Regions from separate parts of the Triticum aestivum genome. Here region 1 is linked to region 2. A link is a contact called in public Hi-C data. All regions are on one chromosome and are shown on one strand. The core of a region is the stretch at or near the end of the contact, and the rest is flanking DNA. Distances in the headings are between cores, read along the strand shown. Region 1 holds the start of LOC123130302 (threonine--tRNA ligase, mitochondrial 1). Region 2 holds the start of LOC123130246.

Region 1 (4,260 bases), core at 1,556-4,055, 310 kb after region 2:
AAAGCAGAGACGATTACGCCCCATGGCCAAAAGAATAACAAATTCTTCAAGAAGGTTCAACCAGATCAAAACTGGAATAATCAACAGAGGAATTGAAACTGAAACCAAGGTGCTTATCAACTAAGCAGAACCAAGAATATCTTCCAATCAACAAGATTCAGGAAACTGAGGCAGACATGAGCATTTTAGAGGACCTGAAACAACATGCACTTTACAAGAAAAATTGGACTGGTCTCTCATGTCTGATATTATAGTATAGAACTATAGATTGATTGACGCTCTTGCCTAACATGCTGAATTCTACACATGAAAAAGCATCACCTGGAGGGTCAATTCTAGACATGGAAATTAACGTAATGGATTGGATTTGGAGGATGATTGACGCTCAGGTCTGGTGTGCATACATGGCTGAATCAAATGTTGGACTTGGCCGGTGTCTACTCGGCTCACGGTGCTTGTTAACAGGGGTCAAGTGGAAGCATACCTCTGGTGTAGACGCCGCGACATTGGAGTGCTCAACGGATGTTTGTGTACCTCCGACGAACTCGGAGCTTCTTCCTCCTGCGAACATGAGACAGGTGATGCCCCTGACATGGACTTAAATCGGTGCGTGTCCCATGCCTTTCTGTAGTTGAAGTGTCCCGCGTTATGTGTCTTGACTGTCGTATCTGAAAGTGATGAGAATTTTGTTTGCAATCAATTAGGTGATGATATGAAGACTTCTGTACCCACTCAACAATTGGAAAAGCAGGCCATGAATCTTCAGAAAGAAGAGCAAAATAAGCTAGTTGAGGACCAGTGTCAGGAAGATGCAGCAGAAACTGCACCGGTTTCAAGATGGTAGCACTGAAGAAATAGAAGAAGAGGCCATGGATCCTCATAACGTGTTAACAGGGGTCAAAGCTGTTTGCCCAGGAGCTGCTGAGTGGGTTCGCCGGTTGCGTGCTGAAAGACGTGGGCTGAGATGGCTGGCGATTCAGTTCAGCGACATTGGCAGCGCTCTCGTCGAGCTGCTCGGCAAGGACGCCTTCCTCGGTGAGATCGAGGGCAAGGACCGCCGCGCCACCGCCAGCGCCCGCGGCGGACGCGCGCTTTAGGAGAAGGTGGAGGACGAAGGCGGCACTGGACCCGTGGCCGCCGGCGGCGGCGCCGGTTGTCGCACGGACAGGCGAGGTCGAGGAGGAGGACGGCTGCGCGGCCTGGCTGGGGCCTCCGAGTGGCGCGCGGAGAGGCGCGACGGGCGCTGCTGGTGGTCGCCCACGACGGCGGATGGCGAGGGGCTGCCGGAGCGGTGCAAGGAGGCGCGAGGCATGGGCACAGGAGCTCGGGCGCGAGCGCGCCTCTCCGCGCCGTCCATCCTCACGGCGAGCGCCCTCCATCCTTCCGCGCGAGGCACGGCGGCCGCTGGCGCACGACGGGTTGGGCGAAGTCGCCGGCGCAGGACAGAATGGATAAGACGAAGGGGAGGAGTGCGGACTGAATTGAAATGACTATAGGGTTTCTCTGTAAAAGTGAAACGTTTTTCTAGAGTGTCACTAAAATAGGGACTGCGGGTTGATTTCAGGTAAACGTAGGGGCGTTTTTGCAGAACAGCCACAACGGATTATTAGTAGGTACTCCGTAAAAGATACCGGACGCAGAGGAGAAAACTCCCTCACAATATATCGCTGGCGTCCTGGAGCTCCCCTTCCCTTGCACCGGACGCAGAGGAGAAAACCCTCGTATGGAGGTAAAAATACCCCCATAAGAGGGGCCTGCAAAGGACGGCGCCGACGGGTATTGGATCCCCGCCAGGTTTGAGCCGAAGGAGTAGACCACCGGCTCTGGTGGTGGAGCTGGAGCGACCGTCGCCGGCGCTGCATTGGCCCGGGGCGGCGACATGATGCAGAAAGGGAAGGGAGCTCGTAGTGCCGCCGCCAGATCTACTCCGGTTGCGGAGAGGCGGGCAACCCACCTCTCGGATGAGATTGCTACCGCGAATGACCGGAGTTGGTGGGGCGTGGCGAGATGGCGGCGTTGCTATCGGAGAAATCTAACGGGCGGCGAGGTGAGAGAGAGGGGGTGGGTGTGAACTGGCGAGGGAGGTGACGGGAGGGGGCGTGGTGAGTTATGAACTGTCGCGTTGTCTCCCGTGCTTCCCCAGGCGCGCCACGCGTGGCTCGAGCGAGTCTGGCTCACAAAAAACGGCCGATTCGGCCGTTCCTCCAAAGTCAAGCCCAGACCTACTTTGAGGTTCGTGCGGGCCACGAATCACATGCAAGCCAAGCAACGCAACCAAACGAGCCAAATTCTGCTCGCGCGAGCCTGACCCGATCTAATGCAGCCTACCAAACGCGTCCAAGATGACATACTTGGGACCGGCTCGGCGGGATGTTGGGATAGCCACGCACGGCCAGCTGCAACCTGCAACGCAAGGCGGGGTGCTGGGATGGCACACCTTGGAGCTACAGCCGGCGAAGCAAAATGCTATGACCTGCGATGCATGGTTCGTCCGGCAACCAACGAGAGCGGGGCTACGAGCGACGATGCCCGGCAACCCGTGAGCAGCAACCGACGGCGCGGCAGGGACGCCACGACGCGTGTGTGCACGATGACAGATACTGTACGAGCGTAGGAGCGCACGCGACGCGCGGCGACTTGTGCCGTGCGCGCGCGTGCGCGTGTTTTTCTCATGCACGTTGACCAAGCACTGCAGCAGTCAAGCTTGGCAGGAAGAGTGGCGGGCAAGTTCAGAGTAGCCCGCAAGTTTCGTACCGTTGTAAAGAGGCCCCTCTGCTCTGTACGAGAACCAGGACAGTTTGCTGCTCAAACAACAAAAAAACAATCATCTCCCTCGTTTCCGAGTTTGAGTTTCCAATTCCAAAGCAGCTAGCAGAGGGGTTCCGCCCGCTTGAATCCTCTACGGCGACGCGCCTCTTCCACCGCTCCGCCGCCGCGATGGGCGCGAAAAAGAAGGGGGTGGGCGCGAAAGAGAAGGCGCCGCCCCCGCCCCCGACCATCCTCCCGGACGAGGCGTACCTGGAGGCGGTGACAGCGAAGCGGATCCGACTGTTCGAGCAGATACTGGACAGGCAGGCCCGCCGGCACGCCGAGAACGGCGGCGGTCCCATCAAGTTAGTTCTCCATTCCTTTTGGTTCACTTGGATTGGATATCCAAATGTCATATGATTATCAACCCCAACATCCACCCCTCTCTAGAAAAAAAAAGTAATATGCTCTCTGCCATAGTGCCCCGATACTGTACTAAAATACCCCGATACTGTACTAAATTATTCAAGTCTAACCCAATGTTTGGCTTGTTAAACATTCAGGTGCACTGTGCACGTGCAATGCAATCACCAGCATCACGCCGCTGCAATTATTGATGTTTATTTTTTTCACCACGATGCTTCAGGATAACTCTGCCCGATGCCGATGGCACGGTCAAGGAAGGCAAGAAGTGGGTGTCCACCCCAATGGACATCGCCAAGGAGATATCAAGCGGGCTAGCAGCTCGCTGCTTGATAGCTCAAGTGAACTGAGGACTGTGGGACATGACAAGGCCGCTGGAAGATGACTGTGAACTGAGCCTGCTCACCTTCGACAGCAAGGAAGGTCGCGACACTCTGTGGCACTCGAGTGCCCACATTCTCGGAGAGGTGAGCTCAAAGCTTGTCCTTGTCAAAGCATCTTCTGATGAGCATAGCATGATAACATATACTTCATTTCCAATTCAAGTTTCTTCTAACCCAAGGTAATGAACATACGCAGGCTCTCGAGCGTGTGTACGGCTGCAAACTGTGCATCGGGCCTTGTACCACGAGTGGGGAAGGTTTCTACTATGACGCCTACTACGACAACAATGTCACGCTGAATGCCTCGCATTTTGGTCGCATCGAAGACCGGGCTCGAGGAGCGGTCGCCGAAAAGCAGCCATTCCAACGTATTGAGGTCTACAGGGATGAAGCCTTCGAGTTTTTCACTGAGAACAGATTTAAGGTTGAAATCATCAATGAATTGCCCGAGGACAAGCCCATTACGTTATATAGATGTGGCCCTTTGGTTGACCTATGCCGTGGACCGCACATCCTGAATACTTCTTTCGTTAAAGCTTTTGCTTGCCTCAAGGTAATTCGGTCTTCTTTCTTTAGCGAAGTTCTCATCTTGATGGGATTTAGTAGTATCTCAGATTTGAATTTACATGTAAATATTTTATAGGCTTCGTCCTCATATTGGATGGGAAAAGCAGACCGTGAGAGCCTGCAGAGAGTACATGGAATT
Region 2 (4,015 bases), core at 946-3,445:
ACTCTACAAGCAGTAGCAGCACCACCACCACCTTCGAAGCAGAGAAAGAGAAAGAAGAGCAGCAGCGCCCTCCAAGCAAAGAAAGGGAAAGAAGACCAGCAACATCCTCCAAGCAGCAGTACCCTACAAGCAGTAGCAGCACCACCACCACCTTCGAAGCAGAGAAAGAGAAAGAAGAGCAGTAGCGCCCTCCAAGCAAAGAAAGGAAAAGAAGCAGAGAAAGGGAAAGGAGCAATTCCGTGCGTCCCTGCAAAGGTTGTGTTCAGCAGGATAATGGAAGCAGTTTGCAGGCCAGTAATGTGTTAAATTTCACACAATCATTTCCATTGTTGATGACCAGGAAGAGCATAGGATACGAGCACAGATTGTGTGTAAACTCCAACAGATTTGATTACTGTATATGAAAGGAAAGGATGATGCAATTTTTTTATTAGCAACATGGCAATCTCTGTGTCAATAACTATGTGGTTCAACTTGTATGATTGTGTGAGCATGAAGTGGTTGTGTGAGCATGAATTAGGAGTAATAATTGTTTCTTCTAGAAACACATCAGTGGTAATAATAATAATAACAAATGAAGCAACTAACTGACCTTGTATTGCAACTATTGACATTGTATTGCAACTAAATCCGAATGTGCTGCTTCAGGTAATTGACATTGTATTGCAACTAAATTGTTTTTAGAAAATGCAGATGTCATTTTTGTCATATTTGGGACTCTGCAATTTCTTACTCACTGAATTTATCATATAATGTGGTTCATGATCAATGGTGAAAGAACTGAACACAGATGGTTACCATGGGGGAGCGTAGTGATTGGAATTGCTTATCCTCTCGGACGTCGACACGCAGTTGTTGGTCGCCGGGCACAAGGCAAGGGAGGGGGGCCTCTTCTGCACGCCAAGGTAGCTCGCCTTTGTGCCACTGGAGCAGCCAAGAGAGCAAGAGAAATAAACAAACACACATGTCAGACCACCAGAAAAGAAGAAATTCAGTTAACTGGTAACTGCATCCCCTTCTTCAGAGAGAGCTCAGGTTCTGAATTTTCCCTTCAGTGTACACACAAGTGGAGAACAAAAAATCTAGCAGAAACAGAGGACTGAACCAAGATACGGCAAAGAATAGCTGCATGTTTCTGAAGATGCAGCCTAGTGCCCAAATCTGTGCGCCATCTGTGCGGGATTTGTGCGATCTCAAGTCGCACGCAAGTGGCAGATGGGAGTACAGACTACAGAGAAATGACTAATGCTTTGATCCAATGACTACTGGCAAGCGGGATTTGTGCAGGACAAAAAAGACTAATGCTTTGATCTAATCTTATGGCGCCTACAGACTACAGAGAGGTTAACTGAACAGTATACTTGAGAATGGAGAAAGGGATTCCAGAGGTGAGAGGTGGCTAGGCTGACCGTGATGTAGATAACGAAGGAGGCGACGATGGTGCGGTACCGGCCGAGCCACGAGTCGGCGACGGCGGCGCCGAGCAGCGGCAACATCGACGCGGCGCCCGACCACGCATTGACGGCCGCGGGCGCTAGGGCAGCGGCTGGCGAAGCTCCTTGGCGGGTGTGCCGGCTGGCTCGGTATGGAGTCAGAGCTTGCGTACTGCCGCTCCAGGCCGCCGCCCGCAATTCTGCCGGCAGATCAACCACCGGCGATGTGGCAAAAATTGAAGCTTGAGACGGTGGGGAACGAGGAGGGGGACGAGCCGGCAGCATCGCAGCGTGGTTCGGGGGAGGAAGGCGGCGTGGGGCGGGGGAGGGAGGAAGGCGGTGGGGGGCGGCGTCGGAGAGCCAAGACGGCGAGCGGGCGAGCAAGAATGGTGAGCGACGGAGTTCTATGTCGGGAGCGGAGGACCGCGGGATTGGTCGGAAAAAATAGAAGGACTGTTTCGCAAAAAATACGACGGGGTCATCTATTACCGAACGGAGGGAGTATTTATCATGTGCATCCAGACGCCTTTTTTTTTCTCAAAAAGACCGAAGACCGTATACAAGTATCATAAGTTCTTACAAACACACCCTTCCAGAAAAATAGAAAGCTTTCAAAATTTTGAGATTGTTGAAGTCTTTTTTCTCCTGTATCCACCAACGGTGAGCCGGTGAAGGACGGAGAGAACATTATTCCTGCCCTTGGATAACGCTGCCACTTTGCTGCCTCAGACCAAACACGAAGAATCTCTAAAGAGGAACTGAAAAGGAAAAAATAGTTTCAACCCCCCCCCCCCCCCCCCCCCCGGTCACCTCGGTCACCTCTCTCAAGGGCGTGACTTTTGTTTGTTTGTCATGTGCAACCTGATGTTTTGGTCACATATGATGTATCGTCAAACTAATGCATATAAGAAGGTTTGAGTGGGACTTAAACGCCAAATTTCCATTTTAACGTTTTGATAGACCTGTACTCAAAACCAGCCGACTGTCCATGTGTTGCTACGATGAAACAACGATCATACTGGATGAACCTTTGTCTTCTTGTCTGGCTATGTCATCATCTTATCATGACTGAACAATCAAAATCCGCCATTGCCATTTTCTGAGATACACCCAGCGACATGCACATCGTTCTGATGACTGAAAGAAATGGCTCTACAAGAGTTGCACTCCGCAGTCCCTATAGGCTAAAACAACAGAACATAATCAGCATGATTTCCGCAATGCATATAATGAAATAGGAACATGCATATAATGAAATAGGAAGTACTCCTAGAGTTAATTTCAGCTCTTAAATTTTAGTTCATGGCAAACTGCACTTGTCAACGTTATTTTCCCCATTATGTCAAAATAACCTAGCAACGGCAATATTATGAACTCTCGAGTCTTGTGCAATCAAAAGCCATCATTTCTTCATGCAAAATACTCCTTGAAACTCTTCACGGAAAAGGAGATGGATGTCATGCACAATTCTCCTTGACACTCTTCACAAGAAAATACGTTGCTCATTTTATATTTGTTTCCCCTTCCCCCATTATTACCTAGCACATTGTCAATCAATTAACGAAATAGCTCTAAAACAGTACGAAAATCATAATGAAATAATGAAATAGCTCTCGCGTCAATAAAATCCATAATTTCACCATAATGAAATAGCTCTCGCGTCAATCAATTCTCCTTGTCAATAAAATATCACCATAGTAACAGGCAATGAAACAATCTGTATGAAGAACAAAGAGGAAGGGAAAGAATGAACACACAGAAAATGCTGTTATATCTCATTTCAACTTTATCACAGAACCACCACACACAGAAAAAGAACCTCACACAGAAAAAATTAGACAAGACTACCAAGAACAAGGCATTGAATAGACATTTAGAAGGGAAGTTCTGCAGCTGCACTAAAACGTTTCTGACAGATATAATACACGAATAGTAAATAGGCCAAGATATTTATTCTTAACCACCACTAACTATTTTACAAGGATAGCTTGGCTGTTTGTAATAACTAAATACTGCACAGGTAGTGTTGCTTCGGCCGATCATGGATCATGCTGGCTTCTTTGCGTGTATCTCAAACGCTGCCGTCTTCCCGGCGGAAGTGCTGGGCCATCCTGCCTCCTATCAATACCTGCACGATTGTTTCCAGCGTAACGTCGATCAAAGATGCCATGGCGATATCCGCGGTAACTGCTGGTGTGCCTCGAGTGCCGATTCGAGAAACCCTGGCGCAGCCAGCTTTGCGCGCTTGACCGTCGGATGCCCTGCCAATCTTCACGTGAGTTGCGCCTATCACTGAATGGCCTGGGCTGCGGCAGAAACCTAGGGAAGGCATGCCTTCCATCTGGCCAAATGGTAGGTGATCCTAGTCTTCCATTCAGCCAGGGCCTAGGGGCACGATGTCGGTTATCCGGTGATTCTACTTGGTCTTGGGCAGGAGACCACCAATCATCACCACTTTCTTCCCCAGAATCTTCATCAGGAGACATTGCATCTCTAGTCTCCATAACATAGTCACCAACTATTACTGCACCAGGATTCTGTGACCTGATTGCACTAATGACATCACCAAACTCCTGCTCACG

Evidence for each region. Hi-C and Micro-C count contacts between places; a contact is called where the count stands out from the background.
Region 1: a Hi-C map of leaf shows a contact between it and region 2, with 4 times the contacts expected there. The contact joins the promoter of LOC123130302 here to the promoter of LOC123130246 in region 2. A contact is called at or near these places in 2 of 5 Hi-C or Micro-C datasets (both in leaf).

Annotation. Positions count from the first base shown.
Region 1 is chr1B:445,362,687-445,366,946 of IWGSC CS RefSeq v2.1, forward strand. LOC123130302 (threonine--tRNA ligase, mitochondrial 1) reads left to right here and starts at 2,806. Exons shown (of 17, transcript XM_044550231.1): 1 at 2,806-3,113; 2 at 3,395-3,638; 3 at 3,751-4,107; 4 at 4,198-4,260. The coding sequence starts at 3,534. LOC123130293 (a long non-coding RNA gene) reads right to left here and starts at 1,495. Exons shown (of 5, transcript XR_006463796.1): 1 at 485-1,495.
Region 2 is chr1B:445,048,677-445,052,691 of IWGSC CS RefSeq v2.1, forward strand. It overlaps LOC123130246, which reads right to left and starts at 2,196. Exons shown (of 6, transcript XM_044550200.1): 1 at 1,410-2,196; 2 at 799-924; 3 at 190-247; 4 at 1-69. The coding sequence starts at 1,718.